Regions from separate parts of the Mus musculus genome. Here region 1 is linked to region 2. The links are chromatin contacts, called in public Hi-C maps. All regions are on one chromosome and are shown on one strand. Each heading gives the region's core, a stretch centred on a gene start, on an enhancer-like site or on the middle of the called end of the contact. The rest is flanking DNA. Distances are from core to core; before and after follow the strand shown.

Region 1 (6,779 bases), core at 1,361-3,860, 250 kb before region 2:
TGGAAAATTTGAAAGATAATTCACAAAACATGTGAGGTATGGTTGAACTGCCTGAAATTTAATTCTAGGTACACACATAACCAGATATGAGAAAATTATTATTCAAACTAGATATAGAGAATTTTGAGGGGAAAAATGCTTTCATGAGCTTTTCTTTGGATAAAGTGAGTGTCTATACAACAGGAGGGACTTCAGCTTTATCTGTAATATTTAATTTCTTTTATGAAGTGAGAATGACAAAATGCCAGGGCTGTAAGTTCTAAGTCGCAGATCTTGGTGTCTGCTTCACTAGTACTTGTTAAGGATATAACAATTAAAAAAAATAGCTATTGCAATTGTTCAAAAGAGGATGCAATAAGTCAGGAGGCAGAATGCATCCTCTTGCTCACTGTGCTCAAAGATAGAATGGGAATATGCAAATTTCTTTTGGGTAGCCTCTGGGAAACCCTGTGAATTTAGCCAAAGGACTGACTGGACTATGATTCACTCCAGATCCAACAGTGTTTTACTGGGGGGTTGGGGGGAGGACTAACAGATGGCTATAGGGTTCTATGTGGAGCTCTAAACACCCCAATTCATAACCAGGTCCAACAGAGATTGGACCTTGAAGAAGCAAGATTTTTGTCTAACAGAATCTACACTTCAGCAAGGCTGAAAATACAGATTATTAACCTCTTAAGAGAATGTCATTTGGATGATTTCCCCAGCACCATGGAAGTTAGAATGATCCATTAGAACAGACTTAGGGGCCTAGCAAACACATAAGTGGATGCTCACAGTCAGCTATTGGATGGATCACAGGGCCCCCAATGGAGGAGCTAGAGAAAGTACCCAAGGAGCTAAAGGGATCTGCAACCCTATAGGTAGAACAACATTATGAATTAACCAGTAACCCGGAGCTCTTGACTCTAGCTGCATATGAATCAAAAGATGGCCTAGCCTGCCATCAGTGGAAAGAGAGGCCCATTGGACTTGCAAACTTTATATGCCCCAGTACAGGGGAACGGCAGGGCCAAAATGTGGGAGTCGATGGGTAGGGGAGTGGGAGGGAGGGTATGGGGAACTTTTGGGATAGCATTGGAAATGTAAATGAGGAAAATACCTAATAAAAAGTATATAAAAAAAACAGACTTAAAAAGTATGAATTATTAGCTAAAAGGAAACATGAAACTTAATGCCTAACAACCATCATTTCTGAGTTTTTATTTTTATTTTTAAATTGGGTCTGTTTTAAATTGCTCAAAACAGGATTTTTAGTAGGAGAGTTACAAGAAAAAATAGATGACACCGTACCTATGTTTCTTAGTATTATAAGCAAATGTCATATGACATATTTGGTATAGAGCAGAGAAGAGATGATTGAAACAAACAGAAGAAAGTTCTAGTCTTCATGGCTAGCCAGTGCTCAAACCCATGAAATTATGGCCAAAGGAGGTATAGGAAGGGACCTACATGGGCCTTGTTGGTGGTAAAAGGAGGGAGTTCTCTAGTTGCTGCAGAGAGACTGAGCAAGGCACTGACATGGCCCTAGACAGGGAATGTCCAGTTGGGTAGATACATCCCAGAGGCTGGAAAAGCAAGACGATCTGATTTCCCTGCTTGCCAAATGGCTTTCTCTGGAACTTGTGTTTTTCTGATGAATTTGGAGGTTAATGCGGGAAGAATGGATTGAGCTAATGGTGGAGAGTGACTCATGACAGAGGCCTGACTCTTGCAAATGAGTTGGGAAATATGAGCAGTGTGAAATATAGCAGGTGATGGCTAAATAGCTCAGGGTTGGTTATTGTTACTAGAGGGCGTGAGGCAGTCTTCTTCTATTTATAGCACACTATTCTGAGTTTGTTCAACTCCCACCTCTGCCCTAAAACCCCAGTTCGGCATCAGGCAGAAGAAGCAGCTTATCTGTGTGAAGTTGCTTAGGGGGTCCCCACAGAACTTCAAATTATTAACATTTCACTGACATTTTCTCAGGAAAGGGACGGGACTGTGCGTATAGCCAGCTGTCAGAAAGTGACACTGAGCTGAGCTCAGAGGAAGGCCCTAGATACTTTGGGGTTGATTTATCTAGGTTATATCCATGCCAAAGTGGGGTTGTCTCTAAGTTTCTGTCCTTTTCTCAATGCTCCATGCCAGGACAGCCCCCCCCCCCCAAAGTCACTTTGTAATTTATCAGAAGGATCTTTGGTTATTCTAAGTTACTCACTTTGGCTTAACACTAAGCTGGGCTTCCTATTTTCTAATTAGTTCAATTATTCACTTACTTAATGTGTGTTGAGTATCAGACTAGGTGCAGTTAAAAACAAAACTTGTCCTCAAGTGAAAGAGAAAATGTACAAATGGGTAACTAGACTGAATAACCACGATGTGCTGTGTTGATCCAGAGCCAAGAGTCGTCAAAGGAAGATGCTCAGTGGTCTATTATGAGCAGAGGCAACAATAATGTTTGAGAGACTTATAGCAGAGGCTACAGGACAAAGGTATGCAACTGACCAGGTTTACGACGCTCTTAAATATTTGTTCAACGTTTGTTTACTGGTGAGAGTAAGCTCCACATAATCCCCTATTGCCCTGAGTGAGTCACGCAGTTCTGGCCCCAAGCTTGCATGCCCTATTTAGCAGGATAAAAAGCTCTGTAGTTACCTGAGCCTGCTGTGCTCCTTGAAGACAGTCTAGCTGTGGTATTCACACGAATCCCTGGCACTCCTCCCCACTACTAAGTGGCTTTATTAAATTATTCCTCCCCAGCACCTACAGTGCTGTTTCTGAAAGGAGTCCTAGTAAACACAGTTTGCCCCATTTCCTTTTATTTTTGAGCATTACCGGGTAGTTGCCATCTGGCCTTCTTCTAATGCTGGAAGAAGCAACAGTCTGAGCAAAAGTTTGGAGGCTGGAGCGGTTGGGAGTAACATCCCAGAATGCAAGGTACCATCTGCAGTAGAGAAGAGGGAAGGATGCAAGAGGAGAGGCAGCAGCTTGGAGAAAAAGTTCTCTCCCTCAATGCTTGAGGAGCAAACCCAGAATCTCTGGGGATGTTAGGCAGGAGCCCTACCACTGAGCCACACTCCTAGCCCCTTGGAAGCTGGTTTAGTAGAGGAGAATTGGCTTTGCTGTAGAGCAGGGCACTTAAGGCTGATGAGACAGGGTTAGAGTTTATATGATCAGACTTGTGTTTTTAAAATTCCTTTTTTATTTAACATAGGGAAATGGTGAGTTTTAGAGTGTATATCTGTTGTAAATTCTCATTATACATTTATGAATATAAATTTCCATGGTTTCAATGGTTTTCCTTTCACTCATAACTGTAATCGTGGTTTTTATTTTCATCGGGTGGAGTCCATTTCTATTTCTGTGGTTGTGTGTGTGTGTGTGCGCACACATGTGATAATCACACTGCATATAGAACCTGTTTTCAGTTGTTATACTTAATATAGCATTAATATAACACATTATTAAAATCCTTCATAAATAATTTCTATTGTACTATAATAAAATTTCATCAACATACCTCTGTTATTGGACATTTGGTTTACCATCCATTTATCTGTTATTGACAGTCATAATTAATAATATCCATTTGGCAGAAATACGATTTGGAGACGAAGGTTATGTTGTACAAATGTTTGAAAATGCGCTAAAGACAGTAGGAAATTGCACTGGTTTGAGGTCTAAATTTGGCAGCAGCAGAAGAAAGGAGAGGTCAATTGGATTATTGTTATTTCCTAGGCTTTGATTTCAAGACCCCCAAGCAGGTATTCTTCTTAGTTGTCACTGAGCAAGGCTCAGCATCAATGAAAACATGAGTCACGGTGACTGACTTGATGGAACTCTCAGGGGAGGTTGATCCCATCACACCTACTCGAAACAGCCTTCCAAGGACCAGAGATGTGACTCAGTAGGTCAGTCCTCTTGCTGTAAAAACATGAATACCAGAGTTTGAATCTCAGGTTCCAGAAAAAGCTGGCACATTTTCCTATGACTCTGTAGACATGGGGATGGGCAGAGACAGGAGGGTAGCGGGAGTTTTTGCTACAACACTTTGTGTTCCTGGTGCTTTGCACGCGCACACCCGACCAGAAGCTATCTTTGAATCCACGAATGAAAGACACACACCCAGCTTTTTTTAAATGCCTTGGCTACCACAAAGGCTGAGAACTCCTAAACCTTCCCCTGCTACCCCAGGCCTAATCAGGGAAATGGCCAGTGACCACTTTTCCTGAAGTCTCACATGGCTGGTTGGTGATATTTCCTGCTGCTCCCATGTCCCATCCTTCTACCCACAAGTCGCAGCGAAACTCTTTCATTTCTCTCTGTGTCCACGCCCATACAACTCTAAGGGTCCTGCTCTGTGCCCAGCCATTGACCGTTGGCATCTTTATTGATCAATCAAAAACCAGTTGGGAACAAGGACCTTTAGCATTTGGCCTTGCAGATCCCCGATTGAATCAAAGCATTAGAACAAGAGGGTCACTGGAGTTTGATGCTTATCTAGACTAAGCAAAAGCAGTGAGTTCCAGGCTCATTAAGAGACCATGCCTCAAGGGATAAGACAGAGGGAGATAGAACAGGACACCTTATGTGCTTCTTAGATCTTCATGTGCACACTTACCAACACACACACACACACACAGAGAGAGAGAGAGAGAGAGAGAGAGAGAGAGAGAGACAGACAGACAGACAGACAGACAGAGACAGAGACAGAGACAGAGACAGAGACAGAGACAGAGAGAGCTTCTAAATCCGTTGCTCATTCTTAGGAACTACTTCCCAAACTTGGCACACCAATTCCCTCTGGTAAGTTTTATGTACTTGTTTATTTTTTGAAACAGAACTCAAAAAAAGTAAGAGTGTTATGCAAAGAAGTTAATGTATTTAGCTTCCTCCTTGAAACACATTTCTTATTTACTTTTGGTTAATGAACAAGTACTTATAACAATTCCCTCAGTGTGCTTACTGCCTTCACAAGAATGGTGTACATTCTGCCTTCCCCATAACTTACAATTTAGTTGGGGAGAAAAAACAGATAGCCAGTAATTAAAAAGGGGTGTGGCTTAAAGAGTTATGCTTATTTTAGAATGAATTTACTACCTACAGAAAAGGAGTAAGAAAATGCCATAGGAATGTCAGCAAGCACCGTAGAAAGCAAAGCCAATTTTATAAACTAAATGGAGTTTTTTGTGATTTTTGCCTGACTGGGTAAAATGGAGGCAGAAAACAGCTGGCTCACGTGTGCTGTGTAGTGGATCTTTCTTTAGTTTTCTGCTGTAAACTAAAGGTCTCTACATTCATTTAACCAGCATTTCACCATTTATTCTCACCTGTGACCTAGCTTATACAGGCAGCCTCAGAGACAAGCAGATCTGACTCTGAAACCAGCTGTGAAATAGATGTGAATAGTCACTATTTTCTAGTGCGATGATCTCACTCTGGGAAATAATGTTTATGTGCTAATTGAGCTAATAAGAATGTATTGCTGTTGGCTTAGTGGGGTAATCTGATTGCTACTGTCTCTTAGGTAACCTAGCACTTCAAGATAATGCCACTAGAAAATGTTAAACCAGAATTCTCAAGTGTATGTAGGAAGTACTCCCTGGGCAGGGTGGATGGGTAGTGTGAAGTCCCAGAGATGCTTCAGGTCAAAGCTTCTTCACTGGAGCTCCATGGGTAGAATTCAGAGATCTGGTGGAATTGGATCAAAAGGTTGCTCTGCGTTTTCTTTTATTGTAATTCCAAAGAGTCAACTGTAGATTTTTGCAGTACTTTGGCTTGTGTCAGTCACTGATACAAGTCAATGATCTTTTTCCTGAAAATTATTTCCTATCTCATGAAGTCTGTGTCTAACAAGAGGGGAAAGTGTGACAATCTTTCCCCTCCAGTTAGATCTCGTTATTTAATGCACTGGAAAAATATAATACTATACTATCAGTTTGTCTTTAAAATATTTTGATATTAGTGGCTAAATATAAGTTGTCTCCTTTAAATGTCTGTGTTTTATTTTGTACTTTTGGCAGAATGAGCATGAGAAAGCATCATAAACTAGACAAAAATACCTGGGTAAAAAAAAAAAATACAGGTTGGAAATTCTGCTTAGGATGAGTACCCTGGAGCCTTTTTTCCTTATGGAAATGCTGCTATTTGCAATACAAATTCTTCCTGCTTTTCTGACACAAGGGGATCCCACCACCAGTCCCTTTCTATGGGGGAGAACTTGGACCAGTTCTGCTGTCAGTTTATACAGTGAGATCCTCACCATATGCAACTTTCAAGGCTGGAAAGATGACACGCCGCCAAAATGGCTGGGAAACATGGAGAAGCAGAGAGCTTGTGGCTGGACCACCATACAAGAAGTGACTTCTGCAAAATTCCATCTTGCTGCAGGCTGCTGCTGCTCTCCCTCCTTGGCTCTGCGGCTTTGTGACACTCACATAGTACCAATGACATTTTACATAAATATACTAACAAAACCCGGCTGTAGGAGGCACTCTGTCCAGCTCTTTGGCTTGCAGATGGTATTAGATGTGAAAGGAAAACACACAGTAGGGCCAAAGACCATTTCCCTCTCACTGTGGGTGGGCCCCACTGTCAATGTTGCCCTGGCCTCCAGACTACAGGTAAGCCCAGCTTTTGATTAAATCTGGTCCTGATCCTGTCTTCTGCAAGCTGGTGAGGGTGGAACAGGTCCTCGGTATTCAGGTTACTTTGACTTCATGAGAAGACAGGGATGGGAGAAAGGAAATGACTGGGAGTGGCTAGATTCTGGCCCCCCTGGCGCCTCTGAAGGT
Region 2 (6,579 bases), core at 1,485-3,984:
TACATTGCCTTATTTTGGCTTTTATCTTTTATTCTCTTTCTGTGTGTGTGTGTGTGTGTGTGTGTGCATGAGTATACACGTTCATGCACAGTATTATACTGAGGTGTGTGTGTATGCATGTATGTGTGCATGAGTGTATGTACATACATGTACGTAAGTGTGTGTTTGTGCATGTACACAGGCGTGTACACTCCCCACTTCATGTGTGAAAGTGCCTTGTTTGAGAGAAGGTCTCTTGTTGTTCAGTGCTGTACATGCTAGGGTATTGGTTCCAAAGCTTCCAAGAGTCTCTTGTCTCCTCCTCCCATTTTGCTTTAGCAGCCCTGGAGTTACAGACATCGGTTACTGAGATACAGTATTGTTCGGGTCCTGGGTTATGAGCTCAGATCCCACACTTGTGTGGTAACTGTTTTACCCAGTGGGCTATCTTCCCAGCAACCGGATATTATAAACCTGTTATTTGACCTGTTTCTGCCCCCATAGACATTTACCTGTATTTAAAAAAAAGATATTACCACTATCCATACCACAGGTGAACGGTCGACAACAGGGAGGGACACCCCTACCTTCTCACTACATTCTCTCAGTTAGCAGGTTTTTTTTTTTTTTTTTTTTTTACGTCTCCAATGCCTTTCAGTCTATTGATTTATTTTCACTACTGTAGCTATATTCTTAGTCTAAGCCATCATGAGCCATAACCTGAAACACTGCAGTAATGCCCTTATTACTAATATACATGCATGCTTCGTGCTTTTGAGGCATGCCTTGTTGAGCCAGTATGATCTTTTAATATAACTTAAATGTGTAATTCTTCTTCCCAAGATCTTCCAATGGCCTTTCATATAAACACAGATTGCAGGCTAAAGTCCTTAACATGATCTAATAGTTCTTCATGACTTTATCCTTTTTGTGGTTCAGTGGTTTGAGGACATTGCCCTTCCATGCTTCTGGGACCTCTAGCTTTGTATCCCATTTGTATGGAACTTTTCTTGCCCTCTCCTGTGCCCTCTCCTGACTCCTACATGTGCTTTAGAATGCTACTAAAATATAAGGAATTCTTCCTTTACCCACAGAGCATTTATCCAGTTCTCATCTTAAAAGCCTCCCGTATCGTTCACATGTCCTTGCTCACAGTTCTCATCACAACAGTGATTGGCTAGTGTGCTGGCTAGATTTATGTCAATGTGACAAAAGCTATAGGCATCTAAGAGGGTGAAACCTAGAATGAGGAAAGAACTCCATATTTTCCTAATTAGTGATTGATGTGGGAGGGCCCAGCCCATTGTGGGTGGGGCTACCCTTGGGCTGGTGATCCTGGGTTATATAAGAAAGCAGGTTGAGCAAGCCACTAATCGACACCCTCCATAGCATCTATATCACTTCCTGCCTCCAGGTTCTCACCCTGTTTGAGTTTCTGTGCTGGCTTCCTTCAGAGATTGACTACAGTGTGGCCTTTTCTATTTATTTATTTATTTATTTATTTATTTTAAAGCCCAATAAACTCTTTCTTCTCCAACTTGCTTTTGGTCATGGAGTCTGATCACAGCATTAGTAGCTAAGACAGACAAGAAATAGTTTTTTTTTTTCCATTTATGTAATGTCAGTATCTGTTGAGTGATTATCAGTTGGAAGAGTCCAGAGCTTCTCTGGATCTTCTTCATTTCTGGACCTTCACATGGGCACACTGCCTGGATCACAATTCACCCAGACAATCTGTGGGAGAAAGCAACATTGAAGAGAAGCTCAACGCAATGAACAGCTGGTCGTCACCCAGTGACAATCAGAAATGATTTGTGGACATAGAAACTTTCTCCAAGAAGTATTTTTGGGAAGAGAATCTGACAGAAAAATCAGATTTTCAGTTAACAAGCTAACAAGAGTGGCAGCAATTGTCACCTTGACCTTACAAAAGTCTTGTGACTCACACAGTGGTCACAGTGCTACGGGGTTCTGAATCTTCAGATGCTAAAGCTCTCTAGAACGAGTGCCTTTCTTTTGCTAGGTGCCCTGCAACAACTGGGTAGCTCATTCCTTTGGATCAGTTAAAAAACAAACAAACAAACAAACACACAAAAACAAAACAAAACAAAACACCCTTTCTTGGATACCTTTCTTTACCAAAGAGTATATGTTGCATAGGCCTCAGCTGCCCTGGCCTGAGAGAAGGGAGCGCCTCACTCCAGTTGATGATACTTAATTGGAACAATCCAGCAAACGAGTGTCAGTTTTGGGGCCCGCACAACGTGTCTGCTGAGCGGAGTTTGTTTACACTTTGCCAGTGTCATCATTTACAAACTTCAAAAAAACACATTGACAAATTCCCTAGCTGTTTTGGCAGCGTTTCCATCAATCACCCATCTAATAGCACCAACATTTCTCCTGGGCTATTATAGTCACTTCAATCGCTGCGGCTGCAGCTTCAGGAGAAGATAAATCAGAAGGGCTCTTTCAGATGGCCTGAAGTACAGCACCATTTCTATTAACCAGCACTTCCTTTCTCGCTCCTCTCTCTCTGCCCTTCCTCCAACCTCCATAAACAATCCTTTCTGCTTTGTACTGCCTTAGATAAGTAAGCTGGATCTATGGCTCTCCTTTTGAGGCCCCCTTTGCAACGTCATTGGGTAATGGGTCCATTTATTACTTTGGATTTTTTTGTGTGTCCTCTCTAGTTACTCTGTGCAGCCCTCTCAAATCAATAAGTGTATTGTGTTTCTGCCGACAACAGGTGCCTGGCTTCCCAGGCCCAACACACCCTCTGAGAGCAGCTCACATGTCTAATGACCACAGCAGGAAAACCTGAAACCGTTTTGCCTTTCAACCAGGTTCTTTGTGCTGCAGTGTCAGGCAGCAGCTGGATCTGCAAGTGGGAGGCCAGAGTATCCCTGCTTTTCACTGCTACGGTTGCTGGTTGCTGTCTATTGCTAAAGCCCTTGCTTGCTTTTCAGAGGGAAGAAATGGCCAAAAAAAAAAAAAAAATCCCAGTCAGAACATCCTTCATTCTTGCTAGATCATCTTCTCATGCAAACAGTGTTTCTCTTTTTATCCTTACTAACTGACCTTCTTATGTAAGATGATGGTACAAGGCAACCAGCCCCGTCCCTCTTCCAGCTTCCCCACCATTAAGAAGCATGGCGTATCTTCTCCTTTTACTTCACAGGGGAGCCTGGGTAGCAAATATCGGGCAACTGCCAAACTTGGCAGCTCAGGTGAGGAGGGCTGGCTGGAGTTCTGCTACCCAGCTGGAGTGCTTGCTGGCTGTGGTGCCAAATGGAGGGCAGACAGACAAACTGGAGACTGAATTGCAAGTTGCTGCCTGAGTGATGTTCCTAGCTCTATCGCTGGGTGCCCCATTCATCCCTCATGAGCCACCGTTCTGGACAAAGCACCGCCAGCAGCAGCCTGTTTGCAAATCTTGGCTCGGTACCTGAGCAACCTATTAATCAGAATTTCAAGTGGGCCTTGGGAGCGTTTTTTCTTCCCTGTGTAAGTCAGAGTGCTGATCCAGGGGTTGGGGGTGGGGTCTTGGTGTCCACGTAAATGAAGCCATCAACTGGATGCATGAGGTCCCAGTCTGTGGTCATAGCGAGTATAATTTGCCCTAAAAATCGATCCTTCTGTATGCCTGAGCTGCTTGAAACTATCTCCACTATTAGCAGCAGGAATTTCAGTTGTTTGCTGTGTCTTGATGCTGAAATGACCCAAATATGGTCATTTTACATTAGAAAGGCTTTTTTTTCCCAGTTAAAAAATCTTTGACTTCTATATCTCTCAAAGCACCAAGGAAGACTTTCGCCTACCCTCTGAATGATGGATTGAAAGCTGTTTTTTGCTGTCTTACAGAATTAACTACTTGTGTAAGAGAAAGCATTTATAGAGACAACTGGCTGATCAGAATTCACTGACCTCATAAGGAAGGAATATTTTTGAACTCTGCTTCAGCCTCAGTAATATGAGAAACACACAGGGAAGAGAAAGAATTGGCATTTGTTCCTTGTGTATGTTCATGATTTTATTTATATGAGATCTAAAATTGTGGGGATGAGTGTAAGTATTTACAGTAGACTGTATTTTTTTTTTGTTGAAAGGTAAATTTCATACAATATGTTTTGATCATGTTTCCCCCAACCCAATTCTTCTCAGATTCTCTCCACTCTCCTACTTACTGTAAAATAAGTTCTTTTTCTGTCTTAATAAACAAAACAAAACAACCAATCAAACAACAACAACAACAAAACTCAATAAGCTGAATTACAATAAAAAGAAAAAGCCCAAGAAGCCCACAAAAACACAAGCAAAAAAAAAAAAAAATCCCCCCTTCCCCAAACAAACAAAACCAAACAACAAAAATCAAGCAAAGCATCAATAAGACAATAGGAAAGACAATAAATAAGTAAGTAAATAAATCAACAAACAAATAAAACACCCGAAATAAAGTCCACAAAAGTATCCGAGTCCTTTCTGTTAGCCAGCTACTACTGCACTTGGGTGCCTTGGAGTGAGGTTGATATACGCACTGGCATTTCACTGGAGAAAACTGGCTTTCAGTTTGTCAACAGGTATCAATTACAGATAGTTGCTTGGTTAAGGGCGGGGCCCTGTGTGTTTACTTCCGCTCTCAAGGCTGGGACTCTATTCGGCTTGGAACTGTACAGCTCTTGTGCATGCTGTCGAGATCACTGTGAGTTCCTTTGTACAGAAGTCTTGTGGTGCCTAGAAGAGTCATAAACCACTGTAGTGTGTAATTTTGAAAACATGCTTGCTGGAGCTCCCTCAACCGACCCCCCTCCCCCCAGGCTGTGCTGTTTCTCCCACCCACCTTAGTCCCTGTGGGTGGAAGACACCAGTCAGCCTTAATATTTTAAAATTAGCCAGATAACTCAATGGAGGCTACAACCTACATGTCTGCCGCTCCCTCTAGTCCACCACCTGCTCTGTCTCCTCCCTCTCCCCCTCCCTTCTCTTCCTCCTGGGGCCAGGAATCTTTTCCCCTTTGCCCAGCGATTGGCTCCTGCCTCATTTATTGACACAATCAAGAACCAATTAGGGTTGCAGACTCCTTCTGCTCCTTGGGTACTTTCTCTAGCTCCTCCATTGGGGGCCCTGTGTTCCATCCAATAGCTGACTGTGAGCATCCACTTCTGTGTTTACCAGGCACTGTCATAGCCTCATAAAAGACAGCTATATCAGGGTCCTGTGGAACAACAATATGAACTAACCAGTACCCCCAGAGCTCGTGTCTCTAGCTGCATATGTAGCAGAAGATGGCCTACTCGACCATCATTGGGAAGAGAGGCCCCTTGGTCTTGCAAACTTTATATGCCCAGGGCCAAGAAGTGGGAGTGGGTGGGTAGGGGAGCAGGGTGGGGGGAGGGTATAGGGGACTTTCTGGATAGCATTTGAAATGTAAATGAAGAAAATACCTAATAAAAAATTGGAAAAAGAAAAAAATAATAAAGGAAATAAATAAATAAATAAATAAATAAAAGTAAAATGAAAAACAAAAAAACAAAAAACAATTAGGGAAGCAATACCTCCCCCTACAAACCACTACTGGTTATTACAGTGTTTCTGCCTGCTCTTCTGAGTAGATCTTGCACCATGATGGGAGGCGTTTGATGGAAACATCTTATTAGTACTGAATATGTTAAAGTTTTTCATACTCTGTAAATTTTCCAGTTGTGGGTGTCTGGGTTAGTTGTCATCGACTGCAGAAGTTTCTCTAACGTGTGTTGAGTGGTGCTCTGATCAATGGGTGTAGCAGTATGTCTTTTTTTTTTCTGTATTCCTTTAGCATAGTAGTAGGTTAAATCCTAGGCCCATGACCTATCTAGTCTCTGCTTCATGACTAAGTTAGCAGTGTCATGATGTGGGCCTTAAAACCAAACAGGAAGTGGTTGGCTACTTGTATAACATTTGCACTATGATTGCGCCAGTGTATGTTATAGGCAGGTCACTGTGGTAGGTCCCAGGTTTTGTACATAGGTGATATTTATGATTATCTTTCTCTCCTGATAGTTTGCATACTTCTCTATAGTAGCATGAACACTAGTTAGTATGGGTGAATCTTCTAGTAAGACCCCACCTTGAGCTCTCTGTGTTCAATAACATAAGTAAACATGTCTTTAGCAGCAGGGCCACATCATCAAACTTTAGAGACTAACCAATAGCTTTGGCAGTAACCAATGATATTTGGCAGTTTCCACAGGACCCCTTTGGTCCAGAACTCAACAAGATGTAACCCACTTCTGGCACTGGGTGTTTTACCTGGTGGTATAATGTAAGTTTAGTTAGAACATTGTCTCCCTTATTATTTGGTGATGTCATTTAGATTCCTTTCACACACACACACACACACACACACAAATACACACACACACACACACACACACACACACACACACACACACACACACACAGAGAGAGAGAGAGAGAGAGAGAGAGAGAGAGAGAGAGAGAGAGAGAGAGGTTTTTAAAGTTTCAGGTTTCCATATGGGTTTTCAAATGGTCATTAGTTTGGCCCTCCCCATTTTCACCCCTTTTCCCTTTATCCTTTTCTCCCAACACTCTCCTTATTTAATT

Evidence for each region. A called contact is a pair of places that touch in the nucleus more often than the background predicts.
Region 1: a contact with region 2 is called in a Hi-C map of muscle stem cells, with 1.9 times the contacts expected there. The contact joins two enhancer-like sites. A contact is called at or near these places in 4 of 484 Hi-C or Micro-C datasets (muscle stem cells, myocytes, nephron progenitors and 1 more).

The regions. Positions count from the first base shown.
Region 1 is chr2:48,563,857-48,570,635 of GRCm38.p6, reverse strand. No RefSeq gene overlaps it. Among named protein-coding and RNA genes, the nearest start is that of Gm39809, 28 kb to the right of the region's middle. Within about 2 kb of position 2,610, at least 30 of the 459 cell types and tissues checked have an H3K27ac peak or open chromatin away from gene starts, as enhancers often do. A contact at or near this core is called in muscle stem cells, where this site is marked.
Region 2 is chr2:48,314,771-48,321,349 of GRCm38.p6, reverse strand. All of the region lies in intron 1 of Gm13481 (predicted gene 13481), which reads left to right. Among named protein-coding and RNA genes, the nearest start is that of Gm25338, 66 kb to the left of the region's middle. Within about 2 kb of position 2,734, at least 32 of the 459 cell types and tissues checked have an H3K27ac peak or open chromatin away from gene starts, as enhancers often do. A contact at or near this core is called in muscle stem cells, where this site is marked.